Regions from separate parts of the Mus musculus genome. Here region 1 is linked to region 2. Evidence: chromatin contacts called from public HiChIP or PLAC-seq data. All regions are on one chromosome and are shown on one strand. Each heading gives the region's core, a stretch centred on a gene start, on an enhancer-like site or on the middle of the called end of the contact. The rest is flanking DNA. Distances are from core to core; before and after follow the strand shown.

The links. HiChIP or PLAC-seq counts read pairs in DNA pulled down with a chosen protein or histone mark.
Region 1: an H3K27ac HiChIP or PLAC-seq map of embryonic fibroblasts shows a contact between it and region 2, with 6 times the contacts expected there. The contact joins two enhancer-like sites. A contact is called at or near these places in 13 of 484 Hi-C or Micro-C datasets (3T3-L1-derived adipocytes, B cells, the CH12 cell line and 7 more), 2 of 115 datasets of contacts at active chromatin or transcription factors (bone marrow-derived dendritic cells and embryonic fibroblasts) and 1 of 9 other capture datasets (bone marrow-derived macrophages).

What each region holds. Positions count from the first base shown.
Region 1 is chr13:42,574,928-42,578,416 of GRCm38.p6, reverse strand. No RefSeq gene overlaps it. Among named protein-coding and RNA genes, the nearest start is that of Phactr1, 100 kb to the left of the region's middle. Within about 2 kb of position 2,121, at least 32 of the 459 cell types and tissues checked have an H3K27ac peak or open chromatin away from gene starts, as enhancers often do. A contact at or near this core is called in embryonic fibroblasts, where this site is marked.
Region 2 is chr13:42,326,862-42,330,414 of GRCm38.p6, reverse strand. No RefSeq gene overlaps it. Among named protein-coding and RNA genes, the nearest start is that of Edn1, 27 kb to the right of the region's middle. Within about 2 kb of position 1,649, at least 97 of the 459 cell types and tissues checked have an H3K27ac peak or open chromatin away from gene starts, as enhancers often do. A contact at or near this core is called in embryonic fibroblasts, where this site is marked.

The sequences.
Region 1 (3,489 bases), core at 872-3,371, 250 kb before region 2:
TTTCTGCCTCTGGCCATCTTTGCTATCTATTTTTACTATCTTTCTCCCATGTCTACCAGCAATTGCCTCCATCTTTGAAACAGTCATTTTACCTGGTACGGTGATACACAGCTAAAATCTTAGGTCTTGAGTTCAAGGCCAGCCTGTGCCTCTCTAGTGAACCCTAAGCTAGCCAGGGCTCCATACTGAGACTCTGCTTTAAAAAGAGTCAAAGAGTTGTCTTTGCTCTCAGCTAGGCTGTCATTTCCTACCGGAGCATGGCCCCCATCACCAATCTAATGGCCACAGCACTTACAGCATCTCTGTTAATCCCTTCATCTAGCTTCTCAAGGAGAAAGCCAGATTTTCCTTCCTGGGAATCAGCTGACTTTGCCCACTATTTGGGAAGGAAATGAGGCCTTGGCATGCTTCTTTAGTACATACCAAGTACATACATGCATTTGATGGGCATCCATGGTGCAAGGCACAAATTACATACTTCTTTTCCTGACTGCACAGTAAACCTCCACTTTGTGGCAGAGCCTTTGTTTCTTATCCCTACTGGAGCTGGTGTTGACAGGAGAGATTCGTGAGGATTCTCTACAGTTCTGTTACATTTATTATCATCAGCACTGAGCCAATATTCCTTTGCTTTTAAATACCCATGGGAAGTCTAACACCCAGTGATGACATTCTGCCTTTGTGGGCTTATACCAACAGGATGAGAGGAACCACCTACCCAGAACAAAGACATCTTAAATCAAGAGCAAAGCTAAGGCAACAGTGGAATTTCTAGGGGCCACCAGAGTAGGTTTCTTTCTGCCTATGCTTAGGTTCAGCAAGTCATTCTGCAGGGCTCGTCCCTGGATATGCTGCAACGTTATTGAATAACGCTGGGTGGTTCTTCTAGCATTTGGAAAGGTGACCATCTCAGAACCAGAGAGTTAATTTTTCCTTAGAAGCCAAGTCATTCTTTTTCTGTTGTTCATGAATAAACTAAATGACATCCTTTGAAACATTTTTTAAAAAAGATTTATTTTTGTCATATGTATGTGACTACACTGGAGCTGGTGTTGACAGGAGAGATTCATGAGGATTCATGAGCTGTCTTTGGACACACCAGAAGGGGGCATCGGATCCCTTTCCAGATGGTTGTGAGCCACCATGTGGTTGCTGGGAATTGAACTCAGGACCTCTGGAAGAGCAGTCAGTGCTCTTAACCACTGAGCCATCTCTCCAGCCCAAATGACGTCCTTTGGCATACTTAGGAGTTCCTGGTGCCAAAACAGAGAACGTTCATTCTATCTATCCTTCTAAGTCAATTTTTTTTTCAAATACCTTTATCTTGGTGAGTCCACCATTTATCTTTTAGGAAATCTATGGGAACTGGCAAGTACCCAGGCTGGGTGTGCTTGAAGGATGCTGAAACCTGCTCACTTGAAGCTTCCTTCCCTAAGACCTTCCCACCCAGATCCATCTTTCCCTTTGTCGGATCCACAGAGATGGTACAGCTGGTTTTTAATCTGATCTTACCCAGGGCTATTCACCCACCAATAAAAGTGAACAGCCACCCTCCCCTATACCACCTGTTCTTCGGTTGTTAGAGGGTCCTTTGCTTCTTTTGCTTCTGTTTAAGTTTTTCTTTTCTCTCTTTCCCTCACAAACCAGTATCCATCAGAAGGCTATGCCCAAATTAAGATTTTGAAGAAAAGAAAGGAGGAGAAGGAAGAGGAAAAGGAGGAGGGGGGAGAGGAGGAGGAGGAGGGAGGAGGGGGAGGGGGAGGAAGAGGAGGGAGGAGGAGGGAGGAGGAAGAGGAGGGGGAGGAGGAAGGAGGAGGGAGGAGGAAGAGGAGGAGGGGGAGGAGGAGGAGGAGGAGGAGGAGGAGGAGGAGGAGGAGGAGGAGGAGGAGGAGGAGGAGGAGGCTGCAGCAGCTCCAGCAGCCGCTCAGGAGCACAGGCTCCATATCCTATGGTCTTGTGTTTAGGATAAGGTTTTAAGAAACAATGATTTCTGAGCTGAAACCACGTGTAGAAGAAACAACCTCAGGAGAATTTTGTGAAAATTGCAACATGCTTGGGATGATTGGGCTTTAACTTTGTGTGATCATCAGTCCTAAAAATAGTTTATTTTCTCTTGCTAATACCGTTAGAGAACGCTGATAAAGTCAGCTGAGAGGGTCGAAAGAGGGAAGCTCATAAATCACAGCATTCCACTAATTCAAAAAGCCACAAACTCGCATATTGGGAAATAGCAAAAATTACAGGCCACAAATTCAGTGGTATGAAAGGATAGGAAGTTTCTTACGGAAATCTGCCTGGTCTCTACCTAAATCAACTCTGTAAAATACTAGTTCGCATATACCATAAATTCATCTAGTGTGAAAAAAAAGAAAAGAAAGGCGAGGGAAAGCCCAGGCTTGTTCTCCAGAGTCAAAGCAGCAGGGCTGGAGACTGCCTCTGTACAGAAATGTCTGTCAAGACTGGCTGTGGAATTTGAAGCCTGAAGGAGAAGCGCAAGCATCTGTAGTTCCAGCGCCCCCTACTGGCGATAGGAGGTGGCGACAGGAGAATCCACAGAAGCTCACAGCCAACTAGCTGCATGAAGAGAACCCAAGTCAAACAAGGTGGAAAGTTGATATCAGACACCCAGAAGCTGTCCTCTGACCTACACATGAACACTCGCGCACACTCACACGTACCACTCACGCAAAAAAGTTTAACAGTAACAATGATAATGATAATGGCCCACCAAAAATCTACCCATAGAACTTTGCTCCAAGCGAGAGACTGGGGCGGGGCTTCCTCCGCTTAGGGATGCCTAAGAGGACTAGGAGCCTCCTGCCCCAGATTTGTGATGCTCTCAGTCTTGGTCTGATAAGGTGTCTGCAGTGGGTAGTGGTTAATGCAGAGGCCTTAAGTGTCAGAGTGCTGAGTGTAAATGGATATCAGTGCTTAGCCACGGATTGACCATCTCTATGGCTCTTCACCTCTGCCCACCAAGGCAGAGACAGAATGGAAGTTGGGGGTGAGAGAGCCAAACCGTGGGGAAGAGTGCTGTCTGTGGACATGTGTTTCTGATGCACAGGCAAACTCACAGGAGCTAAAGATACTACATAAGACCTATCCAGGACCAAGCCAGTTCCATCTTGGATAGGGGAGAAAGTACTGAGACCCCACCCCTAGCTGAGAAACGTTTGTCCAGAGCATCTCAGCAAATACTCTGTTTCTTCAGGCTGAGGTAAAAGGCGGAGACTACACTTTCAAACTATTTCTTCTAAAGGCATATGTTTAAAAGCCTGAACTCTGAAAAGCATAGAGGCATTCCACCTTGCTTCTGATGCCTGCTCCTTTGGGGTCCTCAGAGAGCACTGCATTTTAGCACCTAGAAAGAACTTCAAATAGAGTAAAAATATAATACAAGAAAAAGTATTGTTAAAAGTGTGATGTATCCAAGAGAGCCAATAAAACATTTACACGTGGTGGTTTACAAAACAGCAATTAAAAAATAGA
Region 2 (3,553 bases), core at 400-2,899:
AGCAATCTTGCAAACAGCCTATCTTGTGCTAAGGAGCATAGCTAACTTTTAGAGACTTCAGATGAATCAGCCTTGGGGTGCTTCTGCCAAGCTGACTTCATCTTGCTAACTTTACAGAGATAATGCTTCTTAATATTCTTCGGGATAGTCAGGGTACGAAATCCCATCCTGTACTTTTGACTTAACATCCTGGTGCCTAGTAACATTTCCTGTGGGAAGTTTCTTTTTTTTTTTTTTTTTTTTTTCATTTTTTTTATTAGGTATTTAGCTCATTTACATTTCCAATGCTATACCAAAAGTCCCCCTTACCCACCCACCCCCACTCCCCTACCCACCCACTCCCCCCCTTTGGCCCTGGCGTTCCCCTGTACCGGGGCACACAAAGTCTGCGTGTCCAATGGGCCTCTCTTTCCAGTGATGGCCGACTAGGCCATCTTTTGATACATATGCAGCTAGAGTCAAGAGCTCAGGGGTACTGGTTAGTTCATAATGTTGTTCCACCTATAGGGTTGAAGTTCCCTTTAGCTCCTTGGGTACTTTCTCTAGCTCCTCCATTGGGAGCCCTGTGATCCATCCATTAGCTGACTGTGAGCATCCACTTCTGTGTTTGCTAGGCCCCGGCATAGTCTCACAAGAGACAGCTACATCTGGGTCCTTTCAGTAAAATCTTGCTAGTGTATGCAATGGTGTCAGCATTTGGAAGCTGATTATGGGGTGGATCCCTGGATATGGCAGTCTCTACATGGTCCATCCTTTCATCTCAGCTCCATACTTTGTTTCTGTAACTCCTTCCATGGGATGTGGGAAGTTTCTAATATTTTCTCCTAGGTCTCAATGGTTACAATATGTTTTAAACTGCCACCTTGTCACCCAGTTCCTGTTTTGTTTTGTTGTTTTGTTTTAAGCCACTTAAAAAAATACTTGTAATTCCAACAGAAAAACCCTAATGAGATGCCTGGGTTCTGAAACAAAGACTTAATGAGGAAGCCCTTGCTTGAGCACCCTCAGGATGTTGACAAGGTCCCACCACGCCTGTGAGTCTCCCACTGTGAGCTGGCAGGGCTCCTACCACCCAGAAAGTGATAGACAAACTCCCTGGAGATGTCTTGCCCCCAGGGGGAATACAAACAGAAGAGGCAGAAATCAGAGCCACCTCCAGAGTGGTGATGTGAAGAGGTTACCTTCTAGCTTGTGGGGGAGGGCTCCCACCCCCTCTTTGTCCTCCCTGTGTCCTTGACACAGACAAGCCAAAGAGAGAGGTAAAGTCCCTTGGCAATCTTGCCTAGTAATAACTCAAAAGAGGAACACCCATAATCTGTTGAGCTAAAGAGCAAAGAATATCCCTTTGGGGAGAACAGAATTTTTAATAGGAGACAGGTCAGTCTGAGTTTTGTTTTCTGTTAAAGACGCCAGCCAACATTCCTAAATCTAGATGTTATGAATAAACAAAAGTAAAGGGGAAACTAGTCACCCGTGGTCCATGACAGTAGGTAGACAATGATGTACAAAGATCTGTCCTTTTTACACAGGAATTTTACTTCCCATATTTAGAATCATGCACCCCACCCCCACCCCTTGGGGGAAGGGACTGCCTGCTGAAGAAAGGTCCCGTAGTGCCTCCTTGCATAGTTTGTGCCATGAGTCATGGCTGGGCCATGCCTTGTCCTTCAGCTCCACTGAGAAGAGTCACTGTGCACTGTATTCCTTCCTTCTGACACAGTCTGACTTCACTAGAGATTGAGTTCCTCTTTTGACTTACATGGTCAGCCAGGAAACCCTACTCACAACAGATAGAGCAGGGTGGAGTTTAAGTCCCAGTATGCATTGGATGGAAACACCTCTCCCCGTGTGCTGAACTGTCTTTGAAAACTTTCCAAACTATGGTAGTACTGAGTGGTAATATTAAACCTCCCTAGATTGGGAGGGGGGTGGCAACATGTGAAGAAATAAAAAAGGGGGAGGTAAGCTAGAAGAGCATAGAAAGTATCTGTGAAGTGCTCAGCCACAAAACTGAGACACCTAGATCATATTATATCAGCCAGGCCCTCTCCAGCCCAGGATCAGGGAGCATGGCAAAACAGACCATGGAAAAATCTCCTCCAGCCAGGGGTCAAGAAGGACCAGATTGAAGCAGCATCACTAGACAGGACAGAACCACTACACTCCATGAACTCGCAGCTGCTGTGGTTGGCGGCATCAGATCTGCACAAGATCAAGCCAGTCAGCATTCCAGAACAGAACGGGGAAGGGCTTGTGAGCCTTCTCTCAGCTGAGGGGCTACTATCCTCTGAAGGCTTCTAGGGGAAAGAGACTCGGCTTTCTTTAAGACCAGGATCCTTGGAAGATTGGCCATGCTTTAATGAATGCTTCACACCCATGAGTATTTGGACAGTATAAACTGGAATCAGTGTGTTATTTAAAAAACAAAAGAAGATCTGAAGTCGGGCTGGGAGGGATAAGGTTGGGATGGATCTGTGAGGGGCTAGAAAGAAGAGTAAAAGATGAATATGATCAAATTTCATTGTTTTGGGGTATGAAATTCTCAAAGAGTTAATAAAAATATAATACTTTTTAAATTAAAAATAACCTAAAAGGATCATTTAAGTTATTAAAAATGAACTAGGAAGATTTAGGTTGAAGGAAACATTTTTGATTCATCTGTCCACCTTTTATTGCATTGAAAGACTTTGGGAGACAAAAAATGAAAATTGCTAGGACGACATGTGTCTATGTACATATACACACACAGAAGTTATTTATTTAAATTGTTTAACTTGACTATATGGGGAGAGGATATTCTCATTGAAGGGTTTGTGAAAAAGTCTTCTGAATGCAAGCATATCAATAAACTGTTCGCTTGAACACTTGTGTTAGATACCTTGAGTGACAATAAAAGTCACAAGTCCCCACCAGCCAACAGCTCCAGCTTCTGCTGGTGCAAGTTTTGCATCCTATATCAGAACTGCTTCTGGAAACTTCCCATGTCTGATAGTTGTTAAAGTGAAAATTCTGAATCTCCATAAATGAATGATAGTTCTTACTCAAGAATAGAGAAGACTTGGTTCTCCCTCTCTTTTTTTCTTTCCATCTTGAAAACTGTATTTAGAGCTTTGGCTTGCATGATAATAAATGCCCATTTACATTTATGAACAGGAGATACACAAATTTATGTTTACCATAACCAAGTATAATTCTTCATGAAAGACCAAGTATATTTCTTGATGTACAAAGATCTGTCCTTTTTACACAGGAATTTTACTTCCCATATTTAGAATCATACACCCCACCCCCACCCCTTGGGGGAAGGGACTGACCAAGTGGTGCCATCTAATAAGGACCTTGGTACCTAGTATAGAAGTGAATGGATGGTTACTCGTGAGAATTGAGGAAATACTTAGATATATTAGCTTTAGAAAGCAGAAGACTCCTGGGACACAAAGTTTCAATGCTCTTTTAACAAGTCTAAGAATGCTCAGGGAAATATTGAGAAAAGACTTGTCAGATAGCAGGTGCAATATGGACTCTTTCAGTACATCATGGAAGAATCCATTGG